Linked DNA regions of Hordeum vulgare: all the other regions are linked to region 1. Evidence: chromatin contacts called from public Hi-C data. All regions are on one chromosome and are shown on one strand. Each heading gives the region's core, a stretch centred on a gene start, on an enhancer-like site or on the middle of the called end of the contact. The rest is flanking DNA. Distances are from core to core; before and after follow the strand shown.

Region 1 (4,019 bases), core at 696-3,195:
GAAAGCAAGAGTGAAGCACAAGGACTCCAAATTAAGTGGTCTTTTTCAAGTCGGGTGACCAAATCGAGGATATACTCATAGGAGAAAGAGAGCAAAGAAAAGGGAGGCCAACCAACAAGATCCACAATGTAGCCTTCACCGACGATATTGCATCACCGTGATGCCATGCCTCAAAAGGGGATAAAATTCTTAGGATTGGGGATGAAAGAAAGGGAGGTTATTTATACCAGGAAGACTGAAGCATATCCAGGCATGGTTGTGATCGAGGAAGACATTGACAGAGAAACCAAGGATGGCCGCAAGCAATGACCGGAACCTCCAATCCGACGATGGCCCCTAGTTCTAGCCATATAAGGCGCAACTAAGGGTGGATTGGCAAAGGATGTGGTTGATCCGAGTCCCTCTCCCGCTTCTCTAGTTAGACGATCCAGTGGAGGAGGAGAGAGAGAGAGAGAGAGAGAGAGAGAATCGAAATCTATTGATACGTTATGCTTCCTAAATTTTAAGGCCTCATGGTCAATTGAGGTCAGTTGGAATCTATTTGACCGAGTCAATAATACCCTTTTTTTCTCAAGAAGCACTCTCATTCAACTCTTTTAGTTCACTACACTGTCTAGTTTTTGAGCTCTCTATTCGATTAAGGTATTCAATTTTGAATTTGGTTCATGCTTTTGAGCAGGTCAATTATTGTTCAAATCAATTGGCAACAACTAGCCTATAAAAACAATCAATCCCGCGAACTCTCTCACCAGCTAGGAAAAAATGTCAATATGTGATAATGTAGCATCAATATAGCACATATGGACACCGACACGGAAAATTTTCTCGGATAGTATGGATTGGTTACCAAAGAACACATAATCACACCACGAAAGGCCCACCAAGATACCGTGTTATATAAATAAAAATAAACACACTCCATCATGTGTCCAAAGTCCAAACCAAATAATCACTCAATTCCAAAATATAATGGGCATTAGGTTTTCAAAAGTCAAATTTCTTTAACTTCGCCTAAATTCAAAGCAAAAAACATGACATGCACAATACTAAATAAATAAAACACTCCCTCCATGAATTAATATAAGAACATTTAGATCACTATTTTAATTATCCAAACACTCTTATATTAGTTTATAGAGGGAGTATAAAACATATAAAACATTCATTTCATGATGAATCTAATGATACCGGTTTGATATATTCATCTATAAATTTGGTTAAACTTAAAGGGGTTTAACTTCTAAAAAAGTAACACACCTTATATTTTTAACAATGAGTCAAAAATGTATGAAAAGAATCAAGCAAAGCGCGCCCAACCCATCAAGTAAGTTTTACAATGCAAAGTGACTATAGTTTAAATGTTGGATGGAAAGAGAAAAGAAGACCCAACGCATAGGAAAGAGAGATCATATCAACTGTTTTGACCCCGCAAAAAAAAAACTGTTTTGAAAGTATAAAAAACATGCAGGAAAGATAAACGTTTTTAAGATGGAAGGGGAGTGCATCCGGCGGACCGCCACCTACCAGGTCACCAGACTATCGATGCACCGAATAAACGGTGGACAAAGATTGTTGCACACGTTGTTGGTCCTAGCCGAAAAAACAAACAAAGAAATAAAAAAGATGTCGACCGAGCATCCTAAGCTGGGAGTGGAGTCGGGAGCGCGTGGGCACATGACGGTGCCGCCGCGGTGGGGTCCGTCCACCCCGGGCCAGCCAGGGCCGTGGCAGCAGCAGGCAGCAGCAGCGGGCAGGGAGGAGTGACCGACCGTCAGGACGACCGCGCATTCAATGCGGCCCGCGGCTTGCTGCCCACTCCCCCCCACCACTTTTACCTTTTGCGTTTCCGCCCCCGCCTTCCCCCCGTCTCACCAGCCACCCCCGCCGCGGGGGTGCTTCTTGGCGCCTACGCGACGTCACCACGCGCTGTCTGAGCCACGACACCCCCCTCAAGCGAGAGAGCGAGAGAGAGAGGGGGAGTGAGTCCCACTCACGCAGAAAAGGCCACACGACGCGAGCGTAGTACGGGACGAGCCGGGGCTGCGACTGCAAGGGAGGGAGAAGAGGAGTCCGGAGGAAGCAACGCCCAAGAGCGAGGGAGATTTTGCTCCGCTTTCGCCCCGGCTCCAACATCCCCTTGCTCGCGCGGCTGCCGGGCGAGCACGGTCCGGCCCGATCCCCGCCCGATCGCCGCGGCGGGAGGAGCATTCGGGGAGCTGCTCGATGATGGAGTCGTACGCCGCGTCCCCCAAGGACGGCGGCGGGGGCGGCGCCGAGGGCGGCCGCGCCGACGCTGCCACCGGCCTGGAAGGTACGCGCTCAATTCCGACCCCGATGTTGCGCTCCGCGCGCGCAATTTTGGGCCGGCTGTTTCTGCGCGTGCGTTTTGGGAAAAAAGGAGGGGGTTTGTGTGTCGTTTGCTTGCTAGGGTTTTGGATCTTCGATGCTGCTTGATGCGTGCGAATGTCGCTGCGTGCCGCGGCCTTTTGTGTTCTCGCAGAGTCCATGTGGAGGCTGGGGCTGGCCGGCGGAGAGGAGGCCGCCGGGGAGGGGCTGCCGGAGCGCCCGGGCGAGGCCAACTGCGTCTACTACCTCCGCACGGGGGCCTGCGGCTACGGGGAGACCTGCCGCTACAACCACCCTCGTGATCGCGCCGCCGCGGTGAGCCGGACCGCTTCCCTTCTCCCAATTTTATTCCCCCCATCATGCTCTGCTTCACTTCAGTCTAGTTGGGACTTGCTACTTACGACTTGCCAGTCCCTGATAATGACCGACAGGTTCAATTACAGCTGGTTGGTGCGGATGGGAGCTTCCAGCTCAAGCCTCTAGCTGTGATTGAATTGAATTGATTCTAGTTATGGCTTAGGAGCCTGTCATGGAAGTGAAACTTGATTGTGCAGTCGTCGGTTGCTGTCGTTGATTATGTGATTGACTCATTCTATAATAAGGCTTGTTGTCTTTGTCGATGTTTTATAATTCAAAGCTCCACTTTCTGCTTACGCTGCCACTTGCTTATGTTGTAGGCCTGATCAGTCATATGGTCATATTTCTATTAGGATTTTTTTTACCTGACAGCTCAAGTAGATAGACGTGTTCACATGTTTCTAGTGAGTTGTTGTACAAGTGAGAACTTTACGCAGAGTATAGTAGCTATGAATTCCTGACGCTACATTGGGTCAAGGAGATTGAATTGAAGGTCTAAACATGTTTTGTGCTCTGTTTTTTAGTTTGATGGAGGCATAAGGACCACACGCACAGTGGAGTATCCAGAACGCCCAGGTCAGCCACCGTGTGAGGTAATGAAACTAGTCCTCATCTTGCCAAGAGTCGGAAACTCGCTCATACAGTGACAGGAAATTATGTGAAATAGAAGGTCTAAGGTCTTTCCTTTAGAAGCTGGTACATGATATTTCAGTCATCATACACGAGTTTTTTATATTTGGTGGATAGTTTACAGTTTCGAATTTTCACATTTTCTTTTGCAGTACTACATGAAGAATGGGACTTGTAAGTTTGGCTCTAATTGCAAGTATAATCATCCCAGAGAAGGCGGTTCCGTACAACCAGTTGTCTTAAATTCCTCTGGTTACCCTCTGCGTCTGGTGGGACTATTTGTTCAATCCAAATTTTGATGTACTCTTGGCACTTCTTTGTCCAATATCTAATGAAGATTATTTTCGTTATGCAGGGTGAGAAAGAGTGTTCCTACTATATCAAAACTGGCCATTGCAAATTTGGATCAACATGTAAATTTCATCACCCTGAAGGGCCAGAACTTGGTGTTGTTTCAGAGCCACCAAACATGTATCCACCAGTGCAACAATTGCCTGTCTCTTCCCCTCTTCCATATCCACCTCTAGCCAGTTGGCAATTGGGGAGGCCTTCTGTTCTGCCAGGATCATTTTTCCCGGGCTCTTATCCTCCAATGATGCACCCATCTGCAGTCATGCCAATGCAGGGATGGAACCCTTACATGGTAAGTTTCTAATACTGTATTCCTTCTCATTTTAAACTTTGTG
Region 2 (4,019 bases), core at 813-3,312, 920 kb before region 1:
GGAGCATGTTAGGTCTTCACTTCTTATTGACGCATGTGGTATAATAATACTCCCTGACACTTATTTTGGATCGGAGGGAGTACTAGAAAGGAACACAACGTTAGATAAAAGAACCACTGTTTAATAATAAATATTTACTCAAGAAATTGATTATGATTAAAATCTGAGTAATTTCTCAAGGGTAACTAATCCATCATTAACATTATCCCCTCGATGGATTCTGTTTAGGATAATCCCATCACTGGATTATTAGATAGCTAGGTTCATTATTTGATAGGTCATCAGAGCATCCCATTCTAGCTTAAGCTTTTGATCAAATATAGCAAGCAATGGAATCAGGAATAACCTAGATCACATTTAACTAGGACCTACTGAACAAAGAAGATGATGCCAAAAATATCCCCATGAACAAAGAACATAAGAAAGAAATACTTCATTAAATCAACCGACAAGAACTGATAGTTAAACTTGTAGCATTTCTCACAAGTTAGAACAACTTTTCACCATGTCCAAGTACCCAGATATGCTAAGTATTACGAACTATAATGTGCTGATATTGAAAAATAAAGATCCTACAATCTACATATATGCTCTCATTACTATAAATTAACAAATGATTTCTGAATTCTGATGATTGTATCCTGATACTAGTATAAGTTCACCCATTTTCCAACATAAACTAACCGTGCAGATGGTCTTCTAGTGATCCCAATGGCATATATTCATAAACGAGTAAGCGTTGATCACCGTCAACACAGTAGCCTATCAAATTGACAAGGTTAGGGTGATGCAAGAGGTTGAGCATGAGAACCTCCACAAGGAATTCTCGGTTCCCCTGAAGCCCATTTAGATCAAGTTGTTTGACTGCAACAACCTGCCATGCAGCAAATGCTGAAACAATATTATCATACAATACGGAAAATATGGGCAAGATTATTATAGTTTCCACATCTCCCATAAGTGATATTCAATGAGAATTATATTACCGTAGGTGAGAAGTATAGTTTATAATTAGCAAATACAAACCTGACCATCATTCAAATATGCTTTATACACACAACCAAATCCTCCTCGACCCAACTGAGAATCCTGGCTGAAGTTTTTGGTAGCATCAACAAGCTCACGCAGAGTGAAGATCGTTGCTTCATTATTTGTGCCATTTCTCTGGATTCCTTCAATATGCGTGGATTCAGCCCTCAGTGGGACACTTTCTGATGACTCTGAAAAATCAACTGTTAATGATCTACTAGTGTTCATAATTTTGGCTTCCACTTTACTAATCGTGTTTCATTTTCTGTTTCCTTGATAAAGCTCTGCAGCTACTCACAAACAAAACTTGTAACTGCTAGAAGAATTGCAATACCACAAGAAAGTAAAGGTGGACTCGCCACTGGAAATTTCTGATGGTTGACCATAAGACTATAACACATCATTAAAAAAAAATTACCCTCCAGCTCGGAACCATCCCCAACAGAGAATTTATTGGGATCAGGAGCTGAAGAGACTCGATTATTACTTCTTTCCGCGAGATGAAGATACTGATGAACCAACACAAAAACATTTCTCGCCTGATTATGGTAGGTAAAGAACAGAGGGGATTAATAGGGCAGGACGCATCATCACCTGAGGCGACTCCATGGTCGATTCCGCTGGAGTCCTCGTTGTCGTCGTGCTCCTTCACCACCACCTCCTCCTCCTCAGGGCACCGGAACAGGCACGACAAGAAGCCCATCTCATAATCCGGCCTCGACAGCCCCAACAAGAGGGCTGGAATCAAGAAAATCCGAGAAATCCCCAACCCCTAGCCACCGCGGAGGAGACTTTAGGTCACCGGGATAGCAAGGATTCCTCGGCAGCCAGGAAAATTAGTCAATTGTTTCTTTCTCGGAGGGGACTGATCAATTGTTTAAGGTCGGACAAAGGAGGAAAAAAAAAGGAAGAAAGCGAGAGAATGGATAAACGGATGAAGGGGGCAAAAGTCTCCTCCCACAAACGAAACGAATAAGTATAAAATTGAAGGCGCAAAAACGGAGCAGTGAGTGAGTGACGCTGTGCGATGGGGATGCCGGGCCCGGGAAGCAGCTAATTCCCTGGTTAATTAGTCATCAGTCAAAGGATTTGATTTGGACGCAAGTTGCATTCGTGCCCCTACGGGGACTGTCTATTTCTCTTCTGCCCCACCACTATGTGTCAAAGATGTCCCAGTGCATGAATCTGCTCGCCCCAATGCCCAACTTGCTCTTCTCGTCAAAAAGATTCAAAACATGTGTTATTTTCCTGTTATACTAATGTTGAATGATACTAATATGCGAGCATGTAATGTTGATCGTGCACGTGAGCTGGTCTTGGAGTTCTTACTTTTTTTACACACCAGGACTTATCAGCTGTGGAGATTCACATGCTTGACCGTCATTATTACCAACTCTGTCACGGTTTAGAAAGTGTGTTTGGAAATTTTCTAAAACCGAGGTGATTATTGATTGGCTGTGACATGGGTTAAAAAATAGCATTCACACTACACATGCATATAAAAATAATACAACGAAGTACTAATTAGCTCCTAGGAGTAAATGCAATACGTCCTAAACCTTATCTATTGTAAAAATACATGTAAATTTAACTATGCCTTCTAAAGCGCGACGGGGAAGTACTTAATATCGGTTGAAAATTAGGCATTTTCTGGTTGAATTTAGTCCAAGAAATCAATAGGAAAAACATAATAGTGAAAATAATTCAAACGAACAATAAATTGTTGAAACTAGTCATGGAGTCGAAATCATAAGAAAAAGACGTCATATTTATATCGATTACTACTATTAGTACTCAAACAGTAACCCTAACAGAAATGATAGAGTGGCATACGGAACAACGAAAGTGGAAGCAGATGCGCCATTCGTCATGTCGTCTAAGAGGATGTTGACATCGGGGAGGAAGTCGTTGTTAGGGAACTCGTCGTCGACCCCAGTCACGATGAACAAGTATCCAGCAGTCCCGCTGAAGCGCTCCCCAAAAACCTGATCACACCTGTCCTGTACCGGATCACAAGAGCGGAAGTTTCAGAGGCCTTTGTCTCACTCCCCGGTGCACGCTGAGAAGCGAGATGGGAAAAAAGAGAAGCGACACAATGTTCTGGAACGAGGCGATGTGTTGTACGTCTCATTGGGAAGAGGAGCAACCTCTTATAGGCATGCCGAGATGAAACTGAAAATGAAGGCACTAATTCTCATTAAGGAGAGAAGAAACAGATGCACTAAAAATCCTATTAAGTGATTAGTTTATCTTTCATTAGTAGGCCAATCGTTTCATTCTTGCATGACAGAAATATGCTAGCACGCACGGAATGAAGAATCTATTGTGCTAATGGAGAAATGAAACTGAAACCAAAATATTCATGCCATCAATGGGGAGATGAATGACAACATTCACAACCATTTGACTTCATTTTTCACTAACGCAAAAATCTCAGCTTCTTGTCATTCATGAACATGCCACATGGGCCTATAGGGTTTTCCAAGAAATTATTGAATATAAGGGATGGTCTAAATACCAATAATTCTAACTATGCCCCACCAGATCCCAAAGGCACATCAAGTTTTCCTATGTTTCCAAAAAACGTTGTTTATATACCGATGCTTCATTGGAGACTGTTAAGTTGAACTGCCACCTAGAACTCCACGCCACACTTGTTCACAACTTGAACAGTGGACTATGCCTTGAAGTGCAAGTTTTGTGCAAACAAGTTTCACGTTAGAGCCTTGGCTGATACTAGACCGCTATACAAAACTTTCCCGCGGGTAGGAGCATATACGTCATACTCCGGGGCCTCTTCATGAGTTTATTAAAGAGCACCCAACTCTCACATACTGCGACGTTTAACAGTCTAACTCATATAGGTGTGTTCTTTCTAGATGTTCTGTAGGACAACATCTTTGCCTACCCAAGCCATTTAGAACACATTAAGATAAATATCAACCTTCCATACAGAATAGGAGATAATTGCATCATAACAGAATGGATCT
Region 3 (4,019 bases), core at 716-3,215, 670 kb before region 1:
CAAGCAGGAACGATGGATTCTAACTCATCCATCTCATGATGGAGTTCAGAAGGGATCACCAATAACTTTGCATGAAAACCAAAAACGATGATCATATCTGGAAATGGGCAAAATCCTTAGGAGAAGAACCGGATTATAAACTCAGAGATGACTTCTTTCGCATCGAGAGGGACATTGCAACGATCATCATGAAAGAAGTTGTCAAAGAGAAGGGGTTGTTCCACAACGGCCCTATATCGCGAGCCGGCATTCGAACTCGCATAGGCATACAACGTTAGGACCAGAGGTCGTTCAAGAAGCTAGGATGCATCCCCGACGATCTGGATGGATGGAACTTCTAGTAATGATTGTCGATGCCGATAATGATGATGTGTCGGTTGAACTCGTACTTTATATAGCGATGAAACTTTGTGATGTCTACGGTCCCCTGCCAAACTTGCGTAACGCTATATAGTTTGTTAGTCTGGGTACATGATGACCTGCGTACGGCTAGTTAATTAGTTTGGGTACAATGAACCTGCGTTGATTGATTATGTTTACTATATGTTGCATCTATTTGCTAACACCCTTTCTTTTTTGTGTTGCTCAGTTATATTATGTTGCATATTTTGTCGATTCCCTTGATGTAGATGCATCTCTAACAAGTACATAGATCCTTGATGGCGAAGAAGTGCTATGTCGTGTACATAAGGAAGGTTCCGGGAGTGTACGACGAGTGGCCCGAGTGTTAGGCTCAAGTGGATGGGTTCTCAGGTGCCAGCCATAAAGGGTTTAATAGCAGACAAGAAGCAGAAGCTAGTTACTTGAGGTGGAAGCTAGCACGAGAGAGGAATGAGAATCGCTGCCTCATGTACTCCATAGTTCCGCTTTCACTCATAGTGATAGCTCTTCTCTTTTACATCATTGTTTAGATAGATGACGATGTAGTTGCAAGTATTCGAGACATGCCATAACTTGTATCGCAATTTTGAGATGATGGCGGGAGACATCATTTGTGTTGGATGATAATTATGATGACGGCATTGATTTTATGAGACTATTTGTATGTGTATGATATGATTAGATCTGTATATGTATGATTAGATTTTATAAGACTATTGTATAAAACCTGTTCAACAAAGAAAATGGGAAGTAGAAAAATAATAATTCAAAAACTAATAACAATAACACGGGTAATGTTTTAGCAGGAGCGAGCTCTTATCAATAGCGCTCTTTAAATAGACGCGTTGCAACTATTAGTAGTACCACGGTTCCATAAATCACGCTATTACTATTTACAAATACCAGTAGCGTGGGTTAGGTTGACCCGCGTTACTGCTAAAAATTAGATGTAACGAGCTAGCAGTAGCGCGGGACCCCGTGCTACCGGTATGTCTTTTACCCACGCTATCACTAGGGTTTTTGCTAGTAATGTCATGGGCGTGTGATTGGCAGTGTTGGAGGGTATAAAGTGTGTAGACGATGCGGTTCACACGTTTAACGGCGTTTAGATGGAGATACCGTAGTTTTTCTTAAAGTATGTCATGGTAAATCTTTTTTGCTTTCCAAAATAGCAAATGTGACATGAAAAAAGACTGAGGAAATTACAACCAAACAAGGCATGTACTAGGACACGAGAATAATGCAGGCACGAGAGTAGTGTACGAAATACACACCGCCAGTGACAATAAAACCAGGAGCATGGCTCAACATAACTCGGGCGAGTGCCATAATAGCGAGCTTAACTCCAACCGTTACCGCCCTTCATTTATGCAAACGGAGAAATCTCCATCAATCCTCCCCCTAGATCGACCACGCGTGGTCCCAGTCAAGAAGCCAATATATATACTTATAGTGAATATTGTTTTTAAAAATCGCGAGAGAAACAAACACCAACCTACCCCGCCCCCCGTGCCTCTGTGTAAAAACCGGACAGGTGCACGCGACAGTGGTGGGAAAACCAGCGAAAAAGAAGAAGAAAAAGGACAGAGAGAGAGAGAGAGAGAGCAGTAGCCACACCATAGTGGTGGAAAGGAAACCAGAGAGAGAGAGAGAGAGAGAGAGAGAGAGAGAAGAAACAAAACCCGCCCGATCTCCTCGCCCTCCTCCTACTCCCACTCCGATCGCTCCTGCCCGATTCCCTACCCGATTGCCGCGCGCCTCCTGGTCCCGACACCCATGGAGCCTCACCCCGCAGCTGCAGCCGGAGGAGGAGGAGGAGAAGGGGAGGCCGGCCGTGGCGCGGACCCCGACACCGGCCTCGAAGGTAGCACGCCTTTTTCTTCTTCCTCTTCTCTCTCTCTCTCTCTGTGTGTGTGTGTGTGTAATTATTTTGCTCGGATCTCCGCGTCCGTACGGCGGGCGGATCTACGTGGATTGGCGTAACTGGACGAATGCGTGGCTTGCAGGGTCGATGTGGAGGATGGGGCTGGCCGGCGACGGCGGCGGGGAGGGGGACGGGGCGCGCCTGCCGGAGCGGCCAGACCAGGCGGACTGCATCTACTACCTCCGCACGGGCGCCTGCGGCTTCGGGGACCGCTGCCGCTACAACCATCCCCGCGATCGCGGCGGCACTGAGGTGACAAAGCCGCTTCCCTTTTGCGCGCTATCCTGATCTCGCTCCGCGCGATTGGGTGAGCCCATGTGTATGCGCGCGTTTGCGTTGGAGGCAGCTTTACGTTACGTATAAGTATTTGCCATGTGATCGATGTAGCGACACTGCAAGCAAATCAGATCACACAAAATTTCCAGTGATTCGGGTAATGTAGCTCATCTCTAGCTGAATTGCATCTGCCGCTCGTGCAACTCTCGGTGGTGTCTTCCTAGCACTGACGAGGCGGCAGCATGATAGTCTTCATGGTGGGGGTACCTGAACCTAGACCGCCTACTGGATATCCTTTTGGAAGCACAAAGTCATGGATGCTCTGCAGAGTGTTTCTCTTCTCCACTCCCGCTATGCCAATCGTTTCACTGCATTAGCAGCTTTATACTTACTAGTTTGGCTTTTATGGGCTACTAAGCTTACTAGGTGTCACTACATACATTTCTCCCACTTCCCCATTCTCCATTTAATCCATCTTATATCATGCCAATGCCATGTTGACCATGATAACATAAAAGGCTATACCCCCCACCCCCCTCTTGGCAGTCGCGTGTGCTTAGATTTCTATGTCAAATGCATGGAAAAACGAAATACATGTATAAACATCAATCACAGAGGTTCAGAGCTGTCCTCAACAGTTTTGTTCTAGATGGTTCATATGCTTTTTGCTGTATCTGTATATATAAATCCATCTCACAGTTGGTAGTACCTTCCATTTGACCCTTGTTTTGGTGGATTAAATGCTATTTGACTTGCTTAATTTGCCAAAGATACTTCGCGTACTGCTTACCATTAGCAGTTAAAGTTGGTAATTTGACATTAGTAAAGCTGCTTCCATCATGGAATGGTTTTCATAAATGATTTATCATGGCTTCAATACTTTCCATGTTTCCGTTAAGGATATCTCTTTTCTGCTATGGGCCTAGGATATTGATTTTGTTTCTACTATACTATTTAGGCAGTAATCTTAGTTTAACCTAGAACATAAACAGGAGTTTATCTCTTCCAGTTGAATTCTAGGAATCATATTTACAGTTTTGCAATATATGACAAATGGAGTAATCACTGTTTTCCATTTTTTCAAAATTGTAGTTTGGTGGAGGCGCAAAGAATGCAGTAGCATTGGACTACCCGGAGCGGTTGGGTCAACCAGTATGTGAGGTACATAAATCTAACAGTTTCAGGCTCAAATTTAATTACTACCTTACAAAAAAGGAGCATCAGTCACACTCTTGAGCATGCATGCACCAACTCCTGCACACCATCTGCATGCATCCAGTTGGCCACTTACTTGCTGTTCCTTGACTGGCATACAGAGCCAACAACTAAAATTTTAGTAATGTCTGGCAGGGTATTCAGCATCCTGCCCATTTTATGTTCTGTCAGATGACTTGTTAACTGTTTGGACTTACTCTTTTGTATTTTTTACAGTATTACA

The links. Hi-C and Micro-C count contacts between places; a contact is called where the count stands out from the background.
Region 2: a contact with region 1 is called in a Hi-C map of seedling, with 4 times the contacts expected there. The contact joins the promoter of LOC123443415 here to the promoter of LOC123443412 in region 1. A contact is called at or near these places in 2 of 6 Hi-C or Micro-C datasets (leaf and seedling).
Region 3: a contact with region 1 is called in a Hi-C map of seedling, with 2.4 times the contacts expected there. The contact joins the promoter of LOC123443414 here to the promoter of LOC123443412 in region 1. A contact is called at or near these places in 2 of 6 Hi-C or Micro-C datasets (leaf and seedling).

What each region holds. Positions count from the first base shown.
Region 1 is chr3H:176,622,903-176,626,921 of MorexV3_pseudomolecules_assembly, reverse strand. LOC123443412 (zinc finger CCCH domain-containing protein 5-like) reads left to right here and starts at 1,945. Exons shown (of 7, transcript XM_045119764.1): 1 at 1,945-2,311; 2 at 2,501-2,661; 3 at 3,228-3,296; 4 at 3,486-3,602; 5 at 3,689-3,976. The coding sequence starts at 2,224.
Region 2 is chr3H:177,546,657-177,550,675 of MorexV3_pseudomolecules_assembly, reverse strand. LOC123443415 (probable serine/threonine-protein kinase PBL7) reads right to left here and starts at 2,062. Exons shown (of 5, transcript XM_045119768.1): 1 at 1,624-2,062; 2 at 1,027-1,220; 3 at 685-874. The coding sequence starts at 1,732.
Region 3 is chr3H:177,292,601-177,296,619 of MorexV3_pseudomolecules_assembly, reverse strand. LOC123443414 (zinc finger CCCH domain-containing protein 6-like) reads left to right here and starts at 1,965. Exons shown (of 9, transcript XM_045119767.1): 1 at 1,965-2,245; 2 at 2,388-2,557; 3 at 3,674-3,742; 4 at 4,013-4,019. The coding sequence starts at 2,158.